Linked DNA regions of Gasterosteus aculeatus: region 2 is linked to region 1. Evidence: chromatin contacts called from public Hi-C data. All regions are on one chromosome and are shown on one strand. Each heading gives the region's core, a stretch centred on a gene start, on an enhancer-like site or on the middle of the called end of the contact. The rest is flanking DNA. Distances are from core to core; before and after follow the strand shown. Region 1 holds the start of eif2ak4 (eukaryotic translation initiation factor 2 alpha kinase 4). Region 2 holds the start of dnajc17 (DnaJ (Hsp40) homolog, subfamily C, member 17).

What was found. Hi-C and Micro-C count contacts between places; a contact is called where the count stands out from the background.
Region 2: a contact with region 1 is called in a Hi-C map of skeletal muscle, with 2.3 times the contacts expected there. The contact joins the promoter of dnajc17 here to the promoter of eif2ak4 in region 1. A contact is called at or near these places in 2 of 6 Hi-C or Micro-C datasets (both in skeletal muscle).

Annotation. Positions count from the first base shown.
Region 1 is chr15:3,601,084-3,608,138 of fGasAcu3.hap1.1, forward strand. eif2ak4 (eukaryotic translation initiation factor 2 alpha kinase 4) reads left to right here and starts at 2,839. Exons shown (of 39, transcript XM_040198836.2): 1 at 2,839-4,525; 2 at 4,611-4,726; 3 at 5,066-5,168; 4 at 5,395-5,568; 5 at 5,771-5,851; 6 at 5,952-6,103; 7 at 6,187-6,287; 8 at 6,383-6,540; 9 at 6,625-7,055. The coding sequence starts at 4,397. actc1b (actin alpha cardiac muscle 1b) reads right to left here and starts at 2,430. Exons shown (of 9, transcript XM_040198957.2): 1 at 2,267-2,430; 2 at 1,135-1,285; 3 at 918-1,046; 4 at 665-775; 5 at 491-575; 6 at 49-210. The coding sequence starts at 1,263.
Region 2 is chr15:3,767,614-3,774,668 of fGasAcu3.hap1.1, forward strand. dnajc17 (DnaJ (Hsp40) homolog, subfamily C, member 17) reads right to left here and starts at 3,979. Exons shown (of 11, transcript XM_040198968.2): 1 at 3,757-3,979. The coding sequence starts at 3,837. It overlaps LOC120832520 (inverted formin-2), which reads left to right and starts at 6,202. Exons shown (of 22, transcript XR_013452763.1): 1 at 6,202-6,452.

The DNA.
Region 1 (7,055 bases), core at 1,589-4,088:
TTCCCCCTCATTAAACGTACCGTACTAACCGCGATGGCAAGGACCTACCGGTCGTGACAAAAGAGTAGCCACGCTCAGTCAGGATCTTCATCAGGTAGTCAGTCAGGTCGCGACCGGCCAGGTCCAGACGCATGATGGCGTGTGGCAGAGCGTAACCCTCATAGATGGGTACATTGTGGGTCACACCATCACCGGAGTCCAGCACGATACCTTCGGTGAGCAGAAAAGGACCCCGGTGTGTCAGCTACGTGTGCCTGCTGAGGTCCGTCCCATTCAAGTATGTCACGCGTCATGAACTATGCAGCGCTGCTGACGAGAGAGGTGTTATGCACCTAGGCCTCGACCATGAGGCAGGAATCTATCCGGCCTCAGAGTCTAAGTGTACAACGGTTTCTGCCTTTGCGCCACAACCTCTTCTTCTTTTAGCGCGTTGCTTAACCGACTACAGACCAGACACGGGTCCATTCGCTAAAAGCGGCGGGTCACTTACCGGTGGTACGGCCAGAGGCGTACAGGGACAGGACAGCTTGGATGGCCACGTACATGGCGGGAACGTTGAAGGTCTCAAACATGATCTGCGAGAAAAAACAAACGGAACGTTTTTTCTCAACCCAGGAGAAAAAATACGTCGAAGCGGATCGTAGGGGCAGTGGTCGTAAAGTACCTGGGTCATCTTCTCCCTGTTGGCTTTGGGGTTGAGGGGGGCCTCGGTGAGCAGGGTGGGGTGCTCCTCGGGGGCCACACGCAGCTCGTTGTAAAAGGTGTGGTGCCAGATCTGCCGCAGGGGAGAGAGACAGCAGCTGATGTCAGGAGCGGAACAACGCAACTGAATAAACAACAACCAGGTCCTCTGTGTACAAGCGGCTTTTACGACGGCTGGGGATCCTCAACGTAAACAGGTCACCGTCAACACGCACCTTCTCCATATCATCCCAGTTAGTGATGATGCCGTGCTCGATGGGGTACTTCAGGGTCAGGATACCCCTCTTGCTCTGGGCCTCATCACCTACGTAGCTGTCCTTCTGACCCATACCCACCATCACGCCCTGAGAGGAGAAGCACGAGAGGAACATAAGACTCTTTCTTATACCTCTGTAACTTTGTTTTTTTTAAGATGTCTTTTGTTTAGCTCACCTGGTGTCGGGGCCTTCCGACGATGGAGGGGAAGACAGCGCGGGGAGCGTCATCCCCTGCAAATCCAGCCTTGACCAAGCCAGAGCCATTGTCGCACACGAGGGCAGTGGTCTCTTCGTCGTCACACATGATTAGGCTTCACCGGGGCGGTCTAACATTTGAAGTGAGTATGAAGGGGGGGAGCAGGAGGTTTAGGATGAGATTCAGAAACAGCTGTCTAAGCTGCCTGTCATAGAACACATAGCTGTTATAATTGAACAACCACAGACACTTCATGGCCGGATCATTTTGTGATGAAGTGACTAGACCATAGACTCGTTTAATTAATAGAAGCATTTGCCGTGATGCAGTGTCTCTTTGAAGACCTGCTCTCGTAGCTGCTGAAGTTGGAAACACAAACACAGCCCATCTCAATGGGTCCTTTTTATAGAGAGCTAATTAGACGTGCCTGAGGTGCGTGCTATTTTGGTGCCAAACGTGCTGCACAACTGCTGATACCATATCACCGCCGCCGTGATTGTTCCTGGGACATCTCAGAGCTGCTGAGGTAGCACCAAAAAAGGGGATAACGGGGAAAGCTGAATATCTATTTTAAGCTCGGTACTCACGCTGTGCTCAACAGGGTGAAACAAATGACACTCGCATCTCGGATCTTGTCTGAGAGCCGTGCCAGCACACATCCGTCTGCACACCGTGGCACTTTAGTTTTACTACATGGCTCCGTGCCCCAGCTGCCGTTTAGCTTCATTCATTAGAGCCCGCGCGGTTACGGCGGACTTCTCCACATCTTTTATGTGCCGGTCCAAGTTATACTATGACGTCTTTGATTCCATCCACACCGTTCCACAGAAACGTTCTCTAGTATGAAGTGTTAGTCGCAGAAAATCATCACTAATAAGGCTAATTACAATGTCCTATGGCAGTCAACATAACATAACCAGTAAGTCCAGTTGTAACTGAAGCATTCGTGTCCAGTTAATCATTATAAACGTGAAAGCCATGAAGTTACATCATCCTTTCATTTGTTTAAGCCTCGTTAGTTTAAAAGACACATTAACTATGAAGAAACAAATCTCCCAAATGACACAAAAGTTAAAAGCAATTCAGATGAACAAGTGGTGAATGGACTCACCAAGGTGCACTGGTAGGCGGATGCTTCCACTGGTACAAAGACCGAGGGAGGCAAGAGCCCCTTAAATAAGACCCGGACTGGTTCTAGGGACCAGGGGCGGGGCCGGGGGTTCACAGAAGTCCAAATAAGAGCTGCCTTCAAAAATCAACGAGCCACACGAAAGTGGGTTTCACATACATGGATGGGACTTCCCAGACACTCTGACACAGTGATAAGAAAGGGGTGGTTGAGAATGAAACGTTATGAACTTTGAGCAATGCTTAATGAGATATTATTGGGATTATTGTATCATTTAAACAAGAGAACAATATGTACGTTATTGCAGTTCATTTCTTAAAGGAAGATAAAAAGTAATCTGCCTTTTTTATGATGAATGTATCTCTCATTGACTTTATGACACATGTAACTTTACGTCTTAAAACACTCTCGCGTGGGTGTTGCAGTAACTTTTCTTTAGCCCTGCAACCATAAATTAAGACACTTTGAATTTCTTCCAATCAGAGCTTTGAAATACTATGATTTCTGTTAATCTCATGGGTGACGTACGATCAACAAACATATCTCTCAGACGCTTTAATACGCTCAAGGGACCAACTCTGACGACCCGGTCGGGACGGCGTCACTCGTGTCTTGTTAAGGAGATGAAAACATTGCGAATGCCTGTGAACCGTGCTGCTGGTATGTGCACTGAGCTTCCTGGACTTGTGGAACAGCTGATGGTAACGCCAGCCGGCTCTGTGTGGGATCTGGCTGTCTGGGAGGCATGTGGTGTCAGTGCTCCCACCTGATTGGCCCGGCTGTCTCCTTTTAGGGTTATGGTGAGCAAGAGAGTCATTAATGAGCCCTTAGCCGTGAGACAGCAAAGAGGAGGTCCATATTTGTGCCACCCACTTTTCTATATATTAATGAGGTAATGCAGGAATGATACACACATTTGACAGATTATTTGTTGATGCCACATCATTCCCAAAGATGGTCACAGCGTTTGTGTTTTTGTGAGCTTTAAAGGAACAATCTGATTCAGGTTGAGGAATAATGACCCACAGGTCAAAGGGGGATGAATAATATGTGAAGTTATATAAAAGCTGGAGGTATGTGAGAGCATTCTTCTGCTCCACGCTGCCCCACCAGATAAAGAACCTTCTATATATAGCGGTGGTACCTCTTTATCTCCACAGATACATGTGGGAGCTGGATGCAACTGAAGCATCTCATAGGTATTTGAGTGCCAAAGAATAATGTCATAGATTGAATGCTGTTTTGATACATGAATTAAGGACACGTGGGCCAAGCAACAGCGGCATTTTGCCCCTTCCTTCTGTGAGCTCGCCAAGACCTCATGGAATTTCATGAATCATTGTCATTAAAAGGAGTGATTGAAATAGAAGAAAAAACATTTGGAAAGAGCCGAAGAGTCGGCAACCTCAACTTCGGGGGAACTACAAAAGCACCAGTATGTGGTGATGAGTTGACTATACATTTTACTTTACTGTTGAATATTATCTCATTGTTTATTATATCATCCCGGAACCAATATCACATCCCTATCTTAATTCATCTCTCAACAAAAATGCCTGATGTTCTATAACGCAGCAGCTGATGAAGCTTTTGATGAGTAAAGGTTAGAACTTAAGTGAGCACGTCATATGAGGTGCCACGGTGGTGAGAAACACACCGTACACTTGAAACAAAATCTGAATATTTTATAAAATGGAGTGATAAGACATCCTAACCGTAGCAGTTTGAGGGGGGCATGGTGGAGTTCACTCAAGTAATTGCAAGAAGACATTTCTCACACTAGATACACATTTCTTCTTACATTTACTTGAGTGAACCCCGTGCAGGATCAGCACCGCCCCCTGGAGGCCGTTCCTGAGAACCTTACGTGATGACGTAACACCTGCGACGCAGCAGGCACGCGCGGGCTAGCAGCAGCTGCTTGTCGCGGTCGTCCGTGTGCGGTGAGCTGCGTAATGACGGCCGGGCGACTTCCTGCCACGTTCGTTAGCTTTACCGAGTGAACGCGGGGCCGCGCTTTCTCCTCCTTCTCCTCCTCCTTCTCCTCGCCTCTGCCGGCCGCGAGGGAGCGACCCTTCGGCGGGACGACCGCCATGTAGGCGAGGCAGGGGAATGAGCCGTCAGCGCGCTCCTACGGAAGCGCCAGAGGAGCGCTCGGTCCAGCAGGAGAACGAGCTGCAGGCGCTCGCGTCCATCTTCGCGGATGACTTCGTGGATCTGCGCGACAAGGACCCGTGGAAGGTAACGGCGGCCGGGAGACGTGAGCGGAACGCGACCCGTAGTTATCCGGGGCCGCCGTTTGCGTCATCATCGGCTGTGTTTTCAGGTTAAAAGGCCTCCAGAGGTGCACCTCTGCCTGCGGCCAAACGGGCTGAGCAGCGGGCGGGAATGCTACGTGACCGTGGACCTGCGCGTCAAATGCCCACCGACGTACCCAGACGCGTGAGTGCTGACCCCTGACCTTTACCCATGTAGTCACTAAGGCCTTTGCAAGGTAACCTCGTATCACAATGTTTAATGTGAGGCGAAGTGCTCCTAATTCATTAGTGAGCACATGCCTGGGAACGTAAAGTTTATTGTAAAAACAAGATCTTTACGTTGTTCTTAGGGAATTCTTATTTCATAAAACCAAACATTCGTGACAGTGCTGTATTTTAGATGAGCTTTTGTTTTTTTTTGCATTGTCTTTGTTATTATCTGAACAGAAATCCAATGTGGATGGTTAAATGTCATCTCCGTGATCATTCATTCTTGGTCATTTGCGTCTTGTGGCACCGACAGGCCTCCGGAGCTGCAGCTGAAAAATGCCAAAGGTCTGTCAAATGAAAACCTCCAGAACCTTCAGAGTGAACTCGCTAAGCTGGCGGATGCACGATGCGGGGAGGTGAGGATGCGTGGACGCGCAGATACACAGTATGTCTAGACCAGTAGTTCACAAACAGGCAAGTGCAAACAAGTGGTAGAGATAGTGCACTATATCATATGGCTGGACGTAAGCAATACAAATCAAAGGGAATAAATCTAGTGGACCCGACGCGACATGCGTTCGTACGTCATCAACTGGTCTGAACGCAGCTGCTGCTGTTGACTTGCCCTACCTGTTCACCTAGGTGATGATTTACGAGCTGGCGGACTACATCCAGGGCTTCCTGAGCGAGCACAACAAGCCGCCGCCGAGCTCCTTCCACGAGGAGATGCTGAAGAACCAGCGGAGACAGCAGGAGAAACGAGACCAGGAGGAGCAGCAGAAGGTGGACCAGCAGCGCAAGCGGGCGGAGGAGATGGTTAGGACTTCTACTGGGGGGGGGTTACTTTTGTGCAAATGTTATTTCTTAATTCAGTTATCTGTGGAATTAAAATTAAATCACGATGACTCATCAACGAAAGAATAAACCCTATTCATATATAACTACCCACCCTGTTGGTATTATCGTAATAGCTCCAGCAGAACAGGAAGTGGACTGAGGCATGTTTTTGTTATTGTAGGAAAAAGAGATCATGGCTGAAATCCAACGAAGAGAGGAGGAGAAACGAGATGAAAAAAGAAGAAAGGAAATCGCCAAACAGGTGTCTGCACCATTTCCACCGATCTCCTCAGAGAAGCAGCTAAACACCACATTGTATTCTATGCAGAAAAATCACATGGATAAAAGGTCTATATTCACAGGAACGACTTGAGAGCATTGAGCAGCTGGACTTCGCGAACGTCTCCCCCCTCGGGAAGAGCCCGCCCAGCCCCGGCGCCGCTCCTCCCGAGCTGATGGAGGCCAAGAAGGCGGCAGCCAGCCGCCGGCGGACTACCTCAAACACACGGCACAGGTACACGGCGAACCGGCCGCTTCTCCCCCCCCCGTGTTGAAGAAGCGTCGATGCTTAAAGCTGCGTCCTGTTTCCCTCCCCAGACGTGACACCGTTAACGAAGACGCCCCTCGCTCGCGAGAGCTTCTCCGCTTCTCCAGCAGCGCTTTCGGAGAGCTTGTGGTCCACAGGGGGAAAAGCTTAGGTGAGCTTGGGCTCGGCTGTCTTGAGACCTCGCCAACGTGGCTCAATCCCGGTGACCCGTCTGTACGCTCACGACCGCGTGTCTCACACCGACAGGCGTCAGCGAGCGGCTGCGCCGCAGCGTTCACCACGGGTTCGAGGCGAACTCTGGCGACTTTGCCGTGATCTACGAGTGGTCTCTCCGCTGGAACAAGAAGATGGGCAAGTTCTTCACCAGCCAGGAGAAAGGGAGGCTCGAGAGCTGCAAAAAGCAGGCAAGTAGTGTCTCCGTTGCAAAATCCACGCGCCGAATCACAGTCTCTTCTTCTGAGAGACCATTCTTCTGATTTCCCGAGTAGATCCAGGGGGCGGAAGCCGAGTTCAACTCCCTCCTGCGGCTGGATCACCCCAACTTGGTGCGCTACATGGCGATGAGCTCCACCGAGAAGGAGGACTGCCTGGCGGTCAACCTGCTGGTGGAGCACGTGGCCGGCTTCAACTTGACCCGGAGCCTCGTCGCAAACACCCCGCTGGCCACGGACAAGCTGTGCCACTACGCCGCCCAGCTGCTGGCCGCCCTCGACTACCTGCACGCCAACTCCGTGGTGCACAAGCAGCTGGCGGCCTCCAGCGTGCTGGTGGACTCCGAGGGCAACGTCCGACTGACCGATTACAGCTTGTCGAGGAGGTTTGCCGACATGTGCAAAGAGGACATTTTTGAGCAAGCCCACGTGCGTTTCTCGGAGGACGCGGCGATGCCGATGAAAACAGGCAAGAAGGGCGACGTGTG
Region 2 (7,055 bases), core at 2,729-5,228, 170 kb after region 1:
CTCGTTGGTCCTCCTGGGGACCAGTTAATTACAAGGTGGTTTTCATTAGGTCTCGGCTCCTCCGCGTAGAGGAAGGGAAGACGCAGCGAGGCTTTCCGTGCGGACCAGAGGGGGCTGTAGAGCGCGGCGCTGAGGCTTCCGCCGCAAAAACCCTCAGAAAACACATGCTCGTACCGATCGCACGCCAAGGACTCGCACGCACCGCCGCGTTTCCGCGCTCGCGCATACGCTCAAGTCGCGCCCCCACGTCGTCTGGGCGGCCGCCACCGTGTCCGAGGGCCAAGGCGCGATTTCACGATAGCACCGGGCCTACGGTGAACTTCTGCGGCCCTGCGTGGCCCATCTATCGCTCTGTGAACTTTTTGTCTTATTTGTAGTTCCAGTAAATGAGAACTCGGTTCATCGAGAGGGCTTTGCGAGACTAGGAATAATTTGTGTCTTGCTGCTTGGCAGACGGAGCCATCCTACAGATCCAAACCGACACATGGGGCTGTGGACCGGAGCCAAACACGTAGAGTATGCCTTCTGTTGGCCTAAGCTCATTTCCCCTTTTTAGCCCCGCTGTCTCTTTCTCCCTTTTCTTTTTCTCTGTGGCTTTGTCCGAATTTATCCAAAAGACTCTCGTGGAGTTAGGTACGAAACAAAAGAGGGAAAAAGAAACCCAAGCTAGAGTTCAAATGTTACTTTGTTCTTGCTTTGAAAGAGATTGACATCATAGAGACACAACTCTATTAAAAAGTCTATATAAAGAGCGTTAACACTTTTGGTTCTTCGACTGAAATTTGATGTCCATTTTTCGACGTCCACACCAAATCCAGGTAGTAGACGTCGAGGGAACTTTCCACTAAATGTCCAAGCAGCCGTTGGTTTCCATAAACGTCCATATGTTCGATTACAAAAACATCCATGAAACCAAAAAATATCAATTATATAATAGCAGAAAATCCACCATAGTGAACCAGTAATGCAGTTTGATACGAGATGTGTGCACTACAATTCCTCCTCGCAAACAATAATGACATTTTGGTCGGCGGTTGGAGATCTACGGACTCTTTCCACATGCCGGCTCATTATCCATCCTCCTTTCCGCTCTCCTCCTCTTCCTCTCTTGTTCCGTGTTACTCCCTCGGGCACTCTAAGCCGTATCTTTCCTCCACTTTGCCTCCAGAGCCGTTTTGTTAAATAGTACATGATCACTCCCATCGATGCCGTAACGCGCCGGCCTTAATCGACGCTGGAAGACCCCGGAGCCCCTTTGGTTCCACAAAGTGGAAGCCAGAGCGTGCCAGCTTTTGAAGGTTTGTTTTTAGCTCTTTCAAATTGAATTATTCAAGATTTTCACCTTTTTTCTTCTCTCAATGCAAATGTAATTGCAGAAAGGTCAACTACTTCCCACGCTTCAGTTAACAGAAGTTGCAGAGAGCTCAAAGGGAAAAGAGCGATCGTGCGGCAGAAGGCCAACGGTAGCCTCATGGTTGGACTGTGTGCACCTTCTTGATCCCCGCCTGCACCGCTCCCAACTGCATGTCCACATATTGTCCTCATTACATCTCTGGTGCCAATTACGGTTGACAAACTGGTCCCAGTCTGTGCGGCTGATTAGCTGCCTGATCTGCCATGGGCCCATCCTCCTTAATTACAACGCTCTGCTATTTACGGGACATTATCAGCTGGAGGACAATAATAACAATAATAGGCGCAGCGGGTAAAAGGATGAGGAGGAGCGGAGACAGGGCCAATGTGACCACACCTAATAAGAAAAACGGGATGTAATGAAGGGAAACAGTGAGACACTGTGATGGACTTTTCATGTGGTTGTGTGATTGTGAACCTGATGGAACAAAGCGCCAGTCATACTCCGCATTAAGGCAGGACGACCCTACGTTCACTTTGAAGGCCAATGCTCACAGCGGGATTCGTGACCTCAGACTAATTGTAACTGAAAGGTAACTTGGCTTTGGCGCTGCCGTCTCGTGTTGAAAGACCTGGAACTCCAGATGACCACATGCTTGGCTGGTAAGGTGCCCCAGTGCACCACCAGATGCAACATAATCCACCTACTCTGACCGAGCAGACACTCAAAGAAGAAGCTCGTCCTCGTCTGTCCTCTGATGCTCTGTCCACACGTACACTGTCCATGCACCGTACACACTGCAACACATCAGGTACGCTGCAAGCTGAATAAAGCAAAATACGTTTTGTGTGGTCTCGGTTGTTACCATTATCTCACCGAGCAATCTGTGGTAGGTACACACACACTTGGCAATAATTACCCAAGTCCCGCTGATATGCATGGGAATGACTTTTTAGATGGTGGAGAGGCCTCGGTATCGGCTTCCAGCAGAACTCAGCATCTATAGTCATCTAATCAGCCAGCCAATAAGAGAAAAGGTTGCTACATAGAACATGGAGGAGATGCATACGCAAGACTTCTACTGTCGAGACGACGTTTTAGAAGCTGTGGCAGAGGCCACATAAACAGGCTGTGGGACGCGCTTCTTCCACTGAAGAACATGCCTGATGGAGGTGGTGGAGCAGCAGCTGAAAAAACTGGGATTAGTAGCCCATCTGATGGCATCGGTCTCCACGCACTTTTTAACGTAATGTAACACGCACACAAACGCACATCGACAGACCTCACAGAACCAGCTTTCTGCATTTTGAGAGTCTCGATTCTACCCGAGCCATAACCGCTAACTTCCTCCAGGATCGTCCTCCGGGGAGGACAGGACTTTGAAATCCAATTAAGAAATTACAGCCTTCCCTCATTTCGCCCGCAATTTTAATTTTCCCATTGGGCTTGTGGAATTCTCGATGCTGGAAACTGTGATGAGAGGGGGTCTTGGGGAAAAAGCGGGATTGAGAACATTATGGTAAACCACTCTGGGAGTAGGAAATGAAGTACATTAGGAGTTGATTCAAAATCCATCCAAAAGAAGGTTGCCCATAGTAATACAGCATCTACCAGGCCTCATCATGTATTGGTGATCAGATGTGCCGTTTAGACAGGTTGGTGGACTAAAAAACATAAATGAATTTAGTATCTATACAATTGCCAATTTCTTAAGAGTTTACATAATTAGTCTATTAATCAAAGAGTAATGCCAGACATTCTCATTTTCTTCGTGGTGATAGTTTGCTGGTTTTCCCTCTTCAAAATCATATTAAATGTAATATATTCGTGGGTTTTGGATTATGGGTCATTTTAAACATAGCTCAACATTTCTCCTTGTATTTAATCGGGAAAAAAACTGACTATGTGATCAAAACTGATTTCAGCCCTAAAATGTATCGATTATCACCAAAGGCCGTTCACGTCGCTCTCGCGAAAGCCTAAACTGATCCAACGTCGCCACCGTGTGGCCTCCTCGGCGCACGACACCTTCACCACTCAGCCACAAACCGGACTTTAGGTCTTTTTCCACCCGGTTATTTCAGCCCTGCTCACCTCGCTTTTCTCCCCTCGCGGAGAAAGACTCGTGTCAAGGTAACACGCGCGGGGCATTCATTCAAAACATACTGCTAAACAGGCTCCAATGCGACAAGCTAATGCCTCGTTAGCCTGCTGCTAACAGGCTAACGCGTCACGCCAGTCGGCCCTTGTGCAAACACAACCGTTGTGACATGTCACGTTAGTTTAGCCAACGGTTTGGTAAAGATATCTGCCGAAGCAGCGTGGGTCCCTTCTGTGACGCGCGTGTAAAATAACGACTGTGCTCAGAGCTAACTAGCTCAACGGCTAGCTTACTTACACACCTGTTTCGATGTAGCGGTGATGTCAATGCCGAGTAAACCGTACAGATCCATCTTCAGGATATCTTTGGCCTTTGCGGACATTTCTGCAAACAGCGAGCCACGATAACAACACAGAACAATGGGATAGATACAGATACAGCGGTTTGTTGTTGTTTCGGGGAAGCGTGCGTTTTACGTCTTCGACCTCTCAACTAATGTGTTGCAGTGCAGCCTGGGAAATGTAGTTTTTTACTCCGTTGTTTTGCTCAGACGTTGTTTAAATGCAGATTTCGACTACATCGTAAACTTAGGGATTTATGTTTTACCGGTCCAAATATTGTAACTTGTTTGAACGTTTTTTTTAGTCTTGTCAACACAGTTAGCGTGTTTCATACATTTTATTCAAACCTTTACAGCATCATAATGATTTGGGTTTTTTTAGGCCTTTAGAAATATTCTGAATTGGGAGTAAAAACGGTGGTCACATTTTTTTCATATAAGCATGTAGGCAAAATCTGTCAGTTGGGACTTTGTATATTTGAATATTTAAGCTATTTGCTTAACCTTTTGTAGTGAGTACAAAGTGCTCAGCCAACGTAAACACCAGTTCTTTTAAATGATCAGTATCAGTATATCGCCATGGCGATTGAGTTTTAAAAGAATGATATCAGAACCGGGCTCCACCTTGGTTTACATTAGAATAAGGGTTTTGTCTTTTTAGCTTTTAGTACTTAATTATAGTATCAAGTGCATAGTATCAATTGTCGAATGTAAACCAAGAACTCTGCTGTTTAGTTCACCTATAACCATAGGTGAACAAAACAGCAGATTTCTCATGGTTTGTTTGTTTATTTTAGTGTGCTTCTCTCTTGCATGAGGATCGCTGGACCACAATTAATAGTGTAAAATAAATGCTATTTTAATCGCCCTGGTGAAGCTTTCAAAAGAGGGATGAACTGTTGCTTGTTTTCCAGACAAGGGACTGTTGTTGTTGTTGTGTGGTTTTGTGACAGCAGATCACACCAGAGCGATGCAGTATCCGTAACATCCCCGACATCACATTCAACAGCTCGGTTCTTGTAAAATATAATAAAATCAAGTCAATTTCAAAAGGATTGACTTCTCTCAGGATATTAATCCAGAGGAGCCGTGTCACTGGCTTCTATTGAGCATTTTTAATGACCCTTTTTGTTGAAGGGAAACCTAAAGTGTTTCTCCAAGGTTCCCTGTGGACAAACACAGTAGAACTAAATCCTACCAACTATAATCTCTGCAACGCCTTTATAGAGGTCCTCAAGGTAAAAGGTTTGACAGCAGGACGAGTGGTTTAAAAGTTACTTTATGCCTAAAAGCTTGGATGAAAATCCAATCCCTGCATGGGCTCATTACACCAATAAATGAAAGTAATGTCGCCTGACACATTTTGGGAGCTTGCTTTCTACTGGCTTTCATGAACCTGTTTGACCACCTAAGATGGCTTTTGTTGCTCCGTTCAAAACAAAAGCCATCCTGCATATTCTTTGATGTCGTAACTTGAGTACAACTTGCAGCTGGTTGTGGAGAAACAACACGTCATATTGTACGCACGCCTAAGTAGTGGGACAATACTTTTGTCACTTACTGTGGCTACTTCTTTCTGGGGCAGTGAAACTCTAGTAAACTCAATTGCCTCGGGCCACACGGGGCTACAACAACTAGACCGCTGTCTCTGGAGAAAATGACATTCCTTGAGCTCCTATTGTGATGGGCAACTTGTACTGGCCCATTAAACTGGGTAATGTCCGCCTGAGGTCCATTCCAGCTGATGGGATGGGGGAGTATTGGAGGAGGGCCCTCGACCACTGGGCTGCATTTTCGCATCCCAATCAGCTTCAAGCCAGAAAGCAGCAGGTCCGTCAACCCCGGAAGGTCGGCAGTTCTGCCTCCACAATAAAACAATGTCCACCGAAACCTGTTTGGGTGCGAAGGATATGCAGACAGATCTCTCACATCTGGATGAATCCACCTTGATCACAGGTCATTCCTCCAGCCATGGTTGATCTTATAGTTAGCAGTTTCACTTTCATGTTTCAATTTGGTAAATTGTGGCCTAACGTGAACATATGAAAATATTATTAAGCCTAAAATCTAGATACCCCGATTGGATCCCTTCACGGGCAACATTTCTCCATTTGTAATTTGTTTAATACTTTGTAGACTCTGTAAACCCAAATCTTACTTAATATCTTGTTATTGTTGTCTTTTCATTTATTTTTTTGTCATTTATTTTTTCCTCAGGAGTGATACTTTGTTTTACCTCTTGATTCAACGCTACCATATAACGCTAATTAGAGGGACAATTGACTAATCTACGCGTTAACGCCATCTCATCTGCGTGGATCTCAACAAATAAATCCGCGCTGACAGTTACGCACACGCTTTATTCTGAAGGTCTCAACCGGATGCTGTAGTGAACCCAATGCCGCCGCCTTCATTCGACGCCGTCCGTCTCGGATAAAAAGCCCCGGGGGCCGCAACGTTTTTGAAAACGGTGCCCTGCGCGCACCACACGGGCTCCGGGGTGCAACACCGCGCCGACACCTGCAGGGCTTCACGCCGACGTATCGATCCGATTAAAAAAGAGAAAAGTCCGGATGACGGCAAAGCGCGACCCGATTTAACCCCCGCGCAGGACGCGGATCTGTAAACTGTCTTCGCGTTCATGGACTAAAAATCAGGTAGGGTTGTCATAGTCGGTTTATATGTGATCTATAACGATGCACCAAGGCATTACGAGGAGGGACCATACGCTTTATCGCTGTATTTTCTGCCGTGTCTTCCTCCCCCAAGTGAGGGACTGTAGTCCCGTTATGCTCTTTGCTGTGCGGGGAATAAACGGCAGCGCAAAGTAACGCTGTTGCACAACGTAGATGTTGCTACTAAGGTCTGTGGGTTATTGTTTTAATCATAATGAGTTAATGCACAATTCAGATGGGCAAACTGTTGTTGTGCATTCCTGTGTGCCAATGTGTTGTGTAAGACGTGGCTCCTCTCAACCCTCCTCTCCTCGGACAGAACGAGGAGGAGGAAAAAACACTTTGGACACAAATTCTTCAACGGGTTATTCCAGTTTCAAAGCTGCGTGGACTCTTGTCAATTCATCTGCAAATGGGCAGATGTTAAACCCAATCTGCTAATTGCTGAACGGACCTGTAATATTAACAATACAGGAATCTACAACTAAAAGATCAATTTCAACTCCACAATGTGCTTGTGGACTTTTTGGTCACTCCCTTAAATAGCAGAGAATGGAGGGGAGTAGGTTATCAGTCAAACGACTG